Regions from separate parts of the Sus scrofa genome. Here region 2 is linked to region 1. A link is a contact called in public promoter capture Hi-C data. All regions are on one chromosome and are shown on one strand. The core of a region is the stretch at or near the end of the contact, and the rest is flanking DNA. Distances in the headings are between cores, read along the strand shown. Region 1 holds the start of TMEM215 (transmembrane protein 215). Region 2 holds the start of ACO1 (cytoplasmic aconitate hydratase).

Evidence for each region. Promoter capture Hi-C pulls out the DNA fragments that hold promoters and counts their contacts.
Region 2: a promoter capture Hi-C map of fetal liver shows a contact between it and region 1, with 3 times the contacts expected there. The contact joins the promoter of ACO1 here to the promoter of TMEM215 in region 1. A contact is called at or near these places in 1 of 5 promoter capture datasets (fetal liver) and 5 of 47 Hi-C or Micro-C datasets (embryonic fibroblasts, heart right ventricle, mesenteric adipose tissue and 2 more).

Annotation. Positions count from the first base shown.
Region 1 is chr10:33,666,931-33,672,364 of Sscrofa11.1, forward strand. It overlaps TMEM215 (transmembrane protein 215), which reads right to left and starts at 3,580. Exons shown (of 2, transcript XM_013980192.2): 1 at 3,115-3,580; 2 at 1-2,890. The coding sequence starts at 2,832. The coding sequence ends at 2,125.
Region 2 is chr10:33,998,345-34,003,672 of Sscrofa11.1, forward strand. ACO1 (cytoplasmic aconitate hydratase) reads right to left here and starts at 3,551. Exons shown (of 21, transcript XM_003357729.3): 1 at 3,412-3,551. It overlaps LOC110255598, which reads left to right and starts at 2,862. Exons shown (of 3, transcript XM_021064275.1): 1 at 2,862-3,222; 2 at 3,303-3,777. The coding sequence starts at 2,862.

The DNA.
Region 1 (5,434 bases), core at 2,330-4,829:
GATTAGAGAAAATTTTTATTCCTAAGAGTTATCCAGTAATATTTACCTTCATAGAAACATGATTTCCATCTTTCAAAATGCTTTAGAATTATTAAGAGGTATTGTGATTTTAGTCAACTATCTCCCCTCCATTCCAAATCCAAAGTAAATTACATTTAATGCAAGAGTATGTGTTCAGTTATTTGGGGAAATACTAACATTGTAAATTTTTTCCTTAAAAATATTTTACCCTTTACATCTTCATTTTATTCCAAGAAGTGTATTTTGTTAAATAAATGATATTTGGTAATAAAACAAATCTGCTTTCATACTTCTACAAAATTCTTTTGAATAGCAAAAAGAATTCAATCCATTGTTGCATAATTGTTATAATGAATTGCATAACTTTGACATGTGTTTTGCTGTAATTCATTTCATGGCAATATGTAAAGTGCCTTTGACACAATGCCAGAAAATATTCAAACTGGGAATGAATGATAGAAATAATCTAGTGTAAGTCAGTCCCTCTTCTCCCATTTCAGGGACTGAGGTGCAAGAAGATAAAATTTGCCTGAATCACACATTTTATTTTCCAACATTTAAGCCTTACTAAAAAAAATTACATACTTTCAGTGTTGAATTTTATTGGAAGATTATGATTTTTAAGGGCACGATTCTAAGACAGAATAATTGCTACACTTAAGGAATTGCAGAATTGGACCTGAAATACATAAAAGAGGTATGCCCAAAATTTTTGTCCTCAATTCCCCTTTTGGGAGAAAGTGACTGAAACTGTATGATCATGAGAAATAAATCATTCTTTGAAGGATACAAACTAATCCTGATCTTTAAGATGAAATATATGATCATTTCTATCTATAATTCAGTATTTCTCTTCAGTAGCTGTCAAATGGTATTTTGGTTGATTGCCAGTTGAGCAAATGAAATAGGAAATACAGTTTAGGATTTTATTATGATTTTTTTTCCTCGAAGGCAAAAAATTAAATAAAACAGGCTTTTGTCATATAATGTTCACTGATCAGGTGAACTTAATAAAAACTGGGCTTTAGTTAAATCTAGTGGATTAACGCTATTTCATTGGCATTTACAGTCTTTGGAAGTGTTCAACAAATATGTAAATAATGACATTTCCAGAAATCGAACCATTGCATTTCATATAAATTCTGCATAAAGTTCAAAACTAGTGGTATTGATGTCATAGTCTTCAGATTTTAAAAGGCATATAGGAATAGTAATTACATCTCCCAGGAATGTTAAAGACACGTGTATACATATGTAAAATCCATTTTGACTCTAATCTATGAAAATTATCATACATCAATTCATATTGCACCTGATGAGGAAATTATACATGAAAGATAGTAAATGCTAAAAAACACTTCAGATAAAGACCCAATAAGTCAATTTAAATGAAGAGTTTAAGAAGTAACATAGCCATCTAAAAATGTTAGTTTTTCACACAACCGGTCACATTTACTTCACTTTATTTAAAATCCCTGATCTTGTCTGAAGATAATACCATAAAACTACATAATTCAACTGCCTTTAACTCCCCTTTCTCCTGTAACCATCGCACCTTCAGAAGGGTGTAGATATTCTATCTTAATCTATCTTAATTTTTTTTTCTTTCAGCAAATACTGAGCATGCAAAGCTTTCACCAGACAAGATCATTTCATATAATGAAACATTGAATTGTTTTTTCTTTCAATTTCTTCAGACCGAAAGCAGCTCAGTTTCCCTATGAATAGTCCACATATCATTTCATGCCTGGTATCTGCAGCCCACTCTAGATTTATCTTGCTTTCAGCAGGTACTGGCTGGGTAGCACTTTTGGGGTTATTTTACAGAACATCGAACATGGTTTAAATTGTTAAAAAGCAATTTGAACTGTTTGCTTTTCGACCCATTGCCTCTTTCAGTGTCTTTAACCCTTATCACCCTTCCCTAAAATGTCCCCAACGTGCCTAATTTACATGGCTCTCAGGCACCGGAGATTTGCACACCCATCACATACCAGGTTAGTTTCTAACAGTGTGAAGGCTGCTGGAGCAGGGCAGTTTCCTTCCAATGGGAGCTGCGTGTAGTCATGTATCTGTCAACACAGCAACCCTCTTATGCAAAGCTTAGACTATTGTCTCGTGATCCCACCTGCCTTGGCTCTGATTGATGTAACAACAGTATCTGTCATAGGGGCTGTTCTGCTTGTAGGAGCAAACAATGATACTGTCCTGGGGCACAAAGAAGATGCTGTCCTCGGGCTCAGGGCACTCAGACTTGTCCCAGGCTGAGCACTTGACGTCCAAGGCACTGTAGGTGATGGAACTGCCTGAGGGACAGTAGCCATCCAGGTATCTGGATGTCTCCTCTCGATGCCTGCTCTGGACAGGGCTCTGACATTCTCCTTCCTTCATGGGTGTGGGGGTGGTGATGGAGCTGGCCCCAGGCACCTCGCCCTGCCCTTGGAGGGGAGGCTTCCCCCTGAGGCCCGCCTTCTTCGCCAGCTCATCTGAACTTCCCTTGCCTGACTCCAGGTCTGAAGGGGTCCTCAGCAGTTCCACCACCTCCTTATCCTTGGGTTTCCGGAAACAGGGCAACTTGCGGACCCATAGCAGCTCATTCTCCGGCCACTTGGTGCATCCCTCAGTTTTCCTGGCCAGGGCAATGGCCGCGATGCCTGGTAGGCAGATGGCTGGCCCTATGGCCAGGAGGGGGATGTTTCCCAGAGTCTCTCCTTTCATCCCAGAAACCGTGAACATGAAGCCAAAGACCAGGAAGACACTGACCAGGGCCACAACCAGACCAGTCCTTGGGTTAATGTCATCAGGCCGCATCTTTCACTCCATTCAGGTTGGGGGCTACCTGCTGGCCAGGGAGCAACGTTCTTCTCTACTGTCAGAGGCAAAACTGCACTGTGTTAAAAAACAAAACAAAACAAAAAACCCAAGTCAGTTTCCCAACCCAACTGTCTCTCTTACTCCTTGCCTCTGCCACTCTATCTGTATGTCAGTCAGGATCTCTGTCTCTGTTTCCCCCTCTTTCTCTGTCTCTTTCTTCCTAGCGCACCCCTGCCTCTCTCTCATACAGGCATCCACCGACTGGGGTCACTGAGGTACCTGAGGTTTCTTGTCGTCTCCCAGGAGCAGGGAAAGAAGCCAGTCTGAGTCTCCTTAAAAATCTCCACAGCAGCTGTCCCCTCGGCTCTCTCCCTTGTTTCTGGAAGGAAAGCCTGCCTTTTCCCACCGATTTTGCATCCAGGAGGTGGGACGTGGGAGCCTGTCTTTCCCAACTGTGCCCGTCGGTCTCCAGGGCTTTGGGAGCGGAGCAGTGTGCAGCCCAGCGCTCAGCTCTGCTCGCAGAGCGCGGGAGCTGAAGGGAGGAAGGACTTAATCTAGGAAAGAGGGAAAGCGGCTCGCGAGCCTGGCCTCGTTACATCACTTTCAGAGCAAGCTCAGAAACAAAGACGGACGCGCGGGGGCGCGAGGTGGTTAGACCCTGAGGAGAGGCCACCCGGGCAGAAGAGGCTGCTCAGGGTCCAGTCGAGATACTTGGAGCAGCCCGAGTTCTTCCCGCCTCTGCGCGGGATGGCTGAGCTGGGCGGCGGGACCCGCTTCCGCGCCCGAGGAGGGTCCGGGGTGCAAGGCTACCGCGGGCCGGAGAGCTTAAGTCGGGCCAGTTTGCCCACGGGGCAGCCTGGGCTTGGAGTCCATGGTCTGAGGGCAAGAGCTGCCAGCTGAAGATGTCCCTCGGGGACTTGGATCCTTCTCTAGTTACAGATCTGGATGAACTGATCCAACCTATAGCAGTTCACAGAAGGTTCCCGACCTCCCTGAACGTCGAGGCTCTCAGGGCTCGGAGGGCATGCTCCTCCAGGGTCCCGCTGCCCGCGGCAGTTCTGGTTTGGGGCGCTGGGTGGCAGTGGCGCGCAAAAGCGCTCTAGCAGCAGAGCAGGCTGCGTTGCCAGAGCACACCGAACTAGTGCCCAGGCTGAGTTAGTGGGCAGGGAGGTGCCAGGTCCTACTTGGGCCCTGGTCTTACAGCTCTGGATCCTAGAGGGGGGTGGACTTAAAGCCTGGATCCCACTCCAACACGATTGTGGTGCCAGCCTCGCCGGCTGGGTCAAGGAAAAAAGGGTCTCTAGCCCAGGCTCCCCATTCCTGCATTTCTAATACACAGGTAGTGAGGAGAAGGCAGGGCCTTAACTGGGCGGGTCAGGACAAGTAGCCCGAGATGCAGTTCTAGCTTTGTGCGATTCTCTCCTTTGCTGAACCTGGAGTCCTAACTCCTGAGCTTCCTCCCCAACCTCAGCAGGGGCTAGACTGGGGCTTACCCTAGCCCCAGGGGCAAGACTGGCTTTGGCCATGGTTCTTCAACTTTTGGGGAATTAATGAACTGGGTGTGGAGAGGTGGGAGTGGGGGATGAGGGGCGTGAGAGGGAGGAAACTACATTCTTTCAGGTAGGGCCCTGCCTTGGTGGAAAGAATTTTGACATCCAGACCTTTCCCACCTAAATTAGGTTTGTGTTCATTATTGGGCAAGTGACTTAAGCTGTCTGAGAATCAGTTGAACCATCTGTAAAATGAGACTATTAACTATCAAATATGTGAAGTAACAAACATTACGAGGACTAAATAAATGTAAAATTCCTAGCACAATACTTGGTACAGGATTCTTGTTAAAAAAAAAAAAGGATGAAATATATATTTGCATAGTATACGATAGTCAATGTAAGGCATGAGCCAAATCACAAAGAGCCTGTCTGTGGGGCTAGGGACTTTTGACTTTATCCAACAAGTACTGAAGAATTGTGGAAGCATTTTAAGCGGGAATCAACACAAAAGCATTCCCTGGTGACAGCAGATTAGAAGACAGGTTGGGAAGTCTCTATAGGACGACAGTTCAGTAAGCCAGGCAAGGCATCACATGGGTCTCAATGATGCGGGGATAGTAGGGTGGTAAGAAGAAAGTGAATTTGAAGGATGTTTAGGGTAGAATAAAGTGTTTTGGATCAAAGGAAGTGAGATGGCAGTAGAAGTCAAGCTTGACTCCCAAGTTTCCCACTCTTTCTGCTGAGTAGATCAGGAATAAGACTCAGTTTTTCCACTCCAGCCTCTATTGTGTGTGTCCCTGGTACTCAGGCTCATTAGGTAGCTGCTGTACCTTTGGACATAGAACCGTTATTTTGGAAAGAAGGAAGAAAGTGGGAAAGGCAAGGAGCAAAAGTGAGATGCCAGCTGTTTGATTATTTGTCCCAGGAAAATAATTCTTTTCCTGGCAGCCCCACTCAGTAGATAGACATCTGCTTATATCTAATGGGCCAGAAGGATGTCATGAGGTTACCTCTAGGTGCAAAGGAGCCTGGGAAATCAAGGTTTTGCTTGGGAGGGGGTGCTTTTTTGGACCAGATTGCTACTCTGAAGAAAAAAAAAATCAGGG
Region 2 (5,328 bases), core at 2,301-4,800, 330 kb after region 1:
TAGAGGGGAAGGCAGAGAGGAAAGCACATGCAGAAGCAGAGAAGTGGGACCACACAGCGAGTGCTCAAAGTCCACCCAGGGCTCAGCTGACATGAGGGTAGAAGAATTTTAAGATTTTGCAACAGCAGCCAGGTCATGCACATTACTAAAAAGACACAACAAATACTTTCTTGTTAGTTTATACAGTTGAAAATGAAGATGCTTACTCCTAGAAGAGGGAAAAAAAAGAGTTTGAGGAAATGTTTAAATGAAACAAGACTCTGGCCAAATGTTAATGCTCATAATTGTTGAAGCTGGGGATTTAGACTCTCCACTTTGTGTGTCTGAAATTTTCCATTAAAAATGGCTTGAAAAGATATGAAGGCTGGAGTTCCCGTTGTGGCTCAGCGGAAACGAATCTGACTAGCATCCATGAGGACACAGGTTCGATCCCTGGCCTTGCTCAGTGGGTTAAGGATCCGGCGTTGCCATCAGCTGTGGTGTAGATCGGTGTAGCTCGCAGATGTGGCTCAGATCTGGTGTAGCTACAGCTTGGATGTGACCCTTAGCCTGGGAACCTCCATATGCTGTGGGTGCAGCCCTAAAAAGACAAAAAAAAAAAAAAAAAAAAGAAGAAGAAATGAGGCCATTCGGTTTGGGGAGAGGGTCAGCTGACGGCTTCTCAGGTGAGGGTGCTACTCTGATAAAGGACTTTCTAATCTCTAGGTCGCTTGGAGGGAGAAGGCAGGGCTGAGGTTGGAGCTGACTCTACAGGGGGAAGAAGACACTGCTCAGTGTGATTTAGGTGCATGGGTCCTGTTTTTTCTGTTTTCAGGTTATAAAAGCAATACACAAATGCATGCCTCTCACTCCATACTTCTTTCTCCGCCTCCCACTGAAGAAAGGGAGTAAGTAGCATGGGCCTATTCAGGGCTCTGGTGGTTAAGTCAAGCTAAGAAAAATGAAGGCAACTATGTTGTCCTCGGTGTACAAGTAACCATAGGGGTTGTTTTTCGTCATATCAAGTGTGACGCTTGCTTAGTACTTACTAGAAAGTATTAATAAGCAAAGCGAAGAACATCTAAAAACACACTGAACCCACAACCAAGAGAAAAATCACTCAGCGTTTGGCGCAGCTTTCGCCTCTGTCCACGCATGTGCAGATCTGTATGTACATGCACAAACTTTCTCTCCTCATAGCAACAGGAACACAGGGAAAGAGTCTTGGATAACATGTTTTTCAGTTTCACTGTGTTGTATGACATTTCATGGAGCAGCATTTTATAACATCAGTTTAAGGGCTGCATCATAATCCATTAAAGAATACTCCTTTCTGGTACTTCTAACCTTGGGCAGGGGTTTATGGCAGACAATACTGTTCAATAAACTGTTTTGCTCTGGGAGGGCTCTTTCTCTCCATATTATTTTGAGTTAATATGTACTAGTATCATATACGTCCGTTCAGAAATGTGATGGGACAATTCAAGTCATTTGTTTTATCAGGAGAGAGGAAGTGATGAGAACATTCTTACCAGAGAAATGATCCTTTAAAAAGTATAGGTTGTTGGGATTTTAGGTTTTTGTTTTCTCTGTTTTCAGGTGGTAAAAGCAATACACGAATGCTGCAAGCTAGGCAGACATGTGATATTACAAAGAGTAACAGGTTCCTTCCATGGACTCTGGATACCACTGCCTGGAACTGGCTACTGTTAATAGTTTGGTATGCCTGTCTTCCACATATTTATAAGGCTACATATATGTGTGAACAAGAAGCCAAGGAAATGATCCAGTGAGGGATCACACCTACCACACACCAGCAGGCAGGACAGACACTGGATTCTGGCAGGGGCTAGGAAAGGGCCACTCACAGGGACATAGCTCTGAAAGTGCAAAGTGAAGGAGCCCCAAGATTGGGGGGATCATATTCCAATAAACTCCAGGCCACACAGCCACTCACAGAAATGAACATGGAGGAAAGGAAGGCAAAAACATGCCTCCCTGTTCTTTTGGAAATGAACTTCTCAACTTGCACAAACTCCTCCACACTTGGCCCCGGCTCCCCATCGGCAGGTCTCTGAAGGCACAGGTCCTGTGTGCCACATGACTGCCACAATCTGGACACGCACGGCTCAGCTCTGCAGGCAGCCAGAGGCATCTGAGAGCCCTGCCGGTTTCCAGAGTGAGGTCAGGCTTGGCTGAACCTACCAGAGGTTAACACTGTCCACACAGGGGGTGGTGTGTGTTCCCATTCAGAGAAAGATCACAAATAAGCGGGTCTAAAGCCCGGTGAAGTGACTAAAGCCTCTGAAGCATTTCCTTAGACCAGTGGTTCTCAAAGTGTGGTACTGGGGACCCAAGAGAGCCACGTGGTCAAAACCATTTCATTATAATACCAAGATGCTATTTGCTATCCTCGCTCTCACATTTTCAGGAGTCTACAGTGCAGTTTTCCAGAGGCTACATCACATGTAATAGTGCAACAGTCTGAATGCAGAAGCAGATGTAGGAATCTAGCTGCTGTCTATTACACCTGACATTAAAGAGATTTGCAAAAATACAATACAATGCCACTCTTCCCATTAAGATTCCGTTTTGAAAAGAATGGTTATTTTCATGAAAATATATCAACATATAATACATCCATTATTATTTTTAACTGAATTTCTAAATAAACATTTCTGTTTTAGTTATGTATGGTACATATACATATAACCCACATAAACCAAAGTCCTAAGTAAAGGGGTTTTTGACTCCTTCCCCCAAAGTTTGAGAACGGCTATCCTAGAGGCTGTCCAGACTCCCTACCCCCACCCGGGAACACCCTCACCCTACCTCCTCACACCACCCCCTGAGGAGGGTTCTAAGTGTGGCAGGGAGGGAGGATGGGCCATTCTAAAGTGCTGGCTGAATTAGGAAAGGCTGCCTGTGCTCCTTCCTGGATCTCTGAATCCAATAGGACGGGCTCTGTGCCCACCCCTTCCACGAGGGTCTCTTCCCCCTCCATTTTCATTTCAGCAGTTAGTGTGGACTCCCCATCTGTGCCCTCCTCAGTGCGGATTTCCCTATCTGGCCACCCGCAGCTCCGTGAGAGGCGCACACCCTCTTTGGGGTTAGGACTTCCCAGATCAGCCCGAACTGTCTCAACGTGGATTCTTCCGGCGGCCCGAACAGTCCAGGCAAATAAGGCTGAGGGGAGCCATTTCCCTGTCCTCCGCGCGGCACAATCTGGGGACAGGGCGAGGGGTCAGTCCCCAGGAACTAGTCCCCGATTCTCCCCTCGGCCTTCCCCGGATCCTCGCCCCGGGCCACCTTGTGCGCTGCAGCCGGGCGCCGGGAAGGTGCCCGGGTGCCGCGGGCTCGCACCCACCCCGCCTGGGCCGGAGCGGGCAGCGCTCTGGCCTGGGGACGTCAGTCGGGCCGCGTAGTACTCACCGGTACTGCACGGCAGGGTCTGACGGGCGGCCCGGCACCAGGCTGCGGGGCGCTCCAGTGCGCTGCTTGGTTCCAGCCGCTGCCTCCGAGCGCCTCCCTCTGTCGCCCTCGGGCCACCGGCCGAGGGGCGGAGCCGGGGCGGGGCGATGGTGGGGTGGCCGGTGCCCGACTAGGACCCGAGGCCCGAGGGGCGGGGTGGGGCGGGGCCTGTAGGCTGCGGGAGACCTCGCCCCCGCACGCCGGAGGGAGGGTGGCTAGAGGTCGCTGGCCGGAAGCTGTCTCCGGCCAGGATCCTCCTCCGCGGGCCCAGGGCCTGGGACACGCTCTCTATGGGGAGTGGAGTGTGACTGCCCGGCTCGCTAGAAAGTAAGCCCAAGGCGCGGGGAAGAAATGCTGCATTTTAAAATGATTTGGCCGTCTCGGTGGAGGCTTCATTATCTGGCGCCCTGGTACCTGCGGTCACCTCCCCTCTCTTTCCTTTTGCCCCCACCCCCACCCCTGTCTTTAATGACTTGCAAAGCACGCTGAATGACTTGCGGGGACTTCAAAGTTTCCATGATTACGAATGCAGAGTTTAAACGTTAATTTTTTTATTTTATTTATTTATTTTTTAATGTGTAACAACACTTCCTAATGCAGGCTGTTCACTTCTCAGAAGTCAGAGACATGGCCGAGTTGACACTGAGTGGGTTTTTTTGTCTGCACCGGCTTTGATATGTTGCTTGGAGTTGCGCCTGCTCAGGCAAAGGTGGATGATTAGGTCTTTCTAGATGAAAGGTGAGATATTCTTGCCCAGTTTATATAGAGAGTGATTATAGTTTTCTGTCTTGAGTTTCTGAATAAAAGGATGAATAAATAATAACTAATACTGATTCCGGCTGCTACCAGTTACCATGTACTTACTCTGCCAGGGCCCTGTGATGCATATGTTATTCAGTTCATTTCTTCCAATTGCCCCATAAAGGGAGAAATATGACCTTGTTTTGCAGACATGAAATGTTCCTTAGCTGGGATTCAGTCCCCAGGGATTTCTGACTCTTAAGCCCCATTTCATCATGCTGCACGGTAGGCTATAGCTGTCCCCTACTTAAATTTTATATTTAAATATAAAAGGTTATCTTTAATTTTGAAAGAGGACATATCCCTTTTATTTCCAGTATGGGAGAAGACTTTTTTCTCACCCACTTTCTAAAGTCCTTTCATTCACTTTCATTGAACAAACTCCAACCTGAGGAGTTCCCATTGTAGCTTACTGGGTCATGAACCCAAACAGTGTCCATGAGGACTTGCGTTCAATCCCTGGCCTCGTTCAGTGGACTAAGGATCTGGCGTTGCTGCCTTGAGCTGTGGTATAGGTTGCATATACCACTTGGATCTAGGTGTAGGCAGCTGTAGCTCCTATTCGACCCCCAGCCTGGGAATGAGTGTGGCCCTAAAAAGGAAAAAAAAGAAAAAGCTACATTCATAACAAGGAAAGGCAGTTCTTGGGCTCATCTTAGCCTCCCACAAATATCCAACTGCCACCCCTTTCCATGCCAGTCATAGTCTTAATTTTTATGCCCTCTTTCTTACTGAGTGCCTTAATTCCTGAGCTGCCTTCGCAGGAAACCAGGATCCCCTGGCCATCTGCTTTACAATTAAGCACCAATCCCCTCAACATAGCTACTAATACAAACCAAATGTGATTAAATGTCCCATTGAATCCTTACAAGAGCCCTTGGAGACTTGTGACATTGTTGCCACTTTGCAGATGAGGAAACTGAGATTCAGAATGATTATATGACCTGCTTCAGGTCATATAACTTGTAAGTGGTGTTGCCGGGGTTTGAGCAAAGGCTGATCTAATTCCAGAGCTTGTGCTTTACATTCTATGCAACCAAATAAAATTTTATTTATATGAACATTGGCTATTGTGAG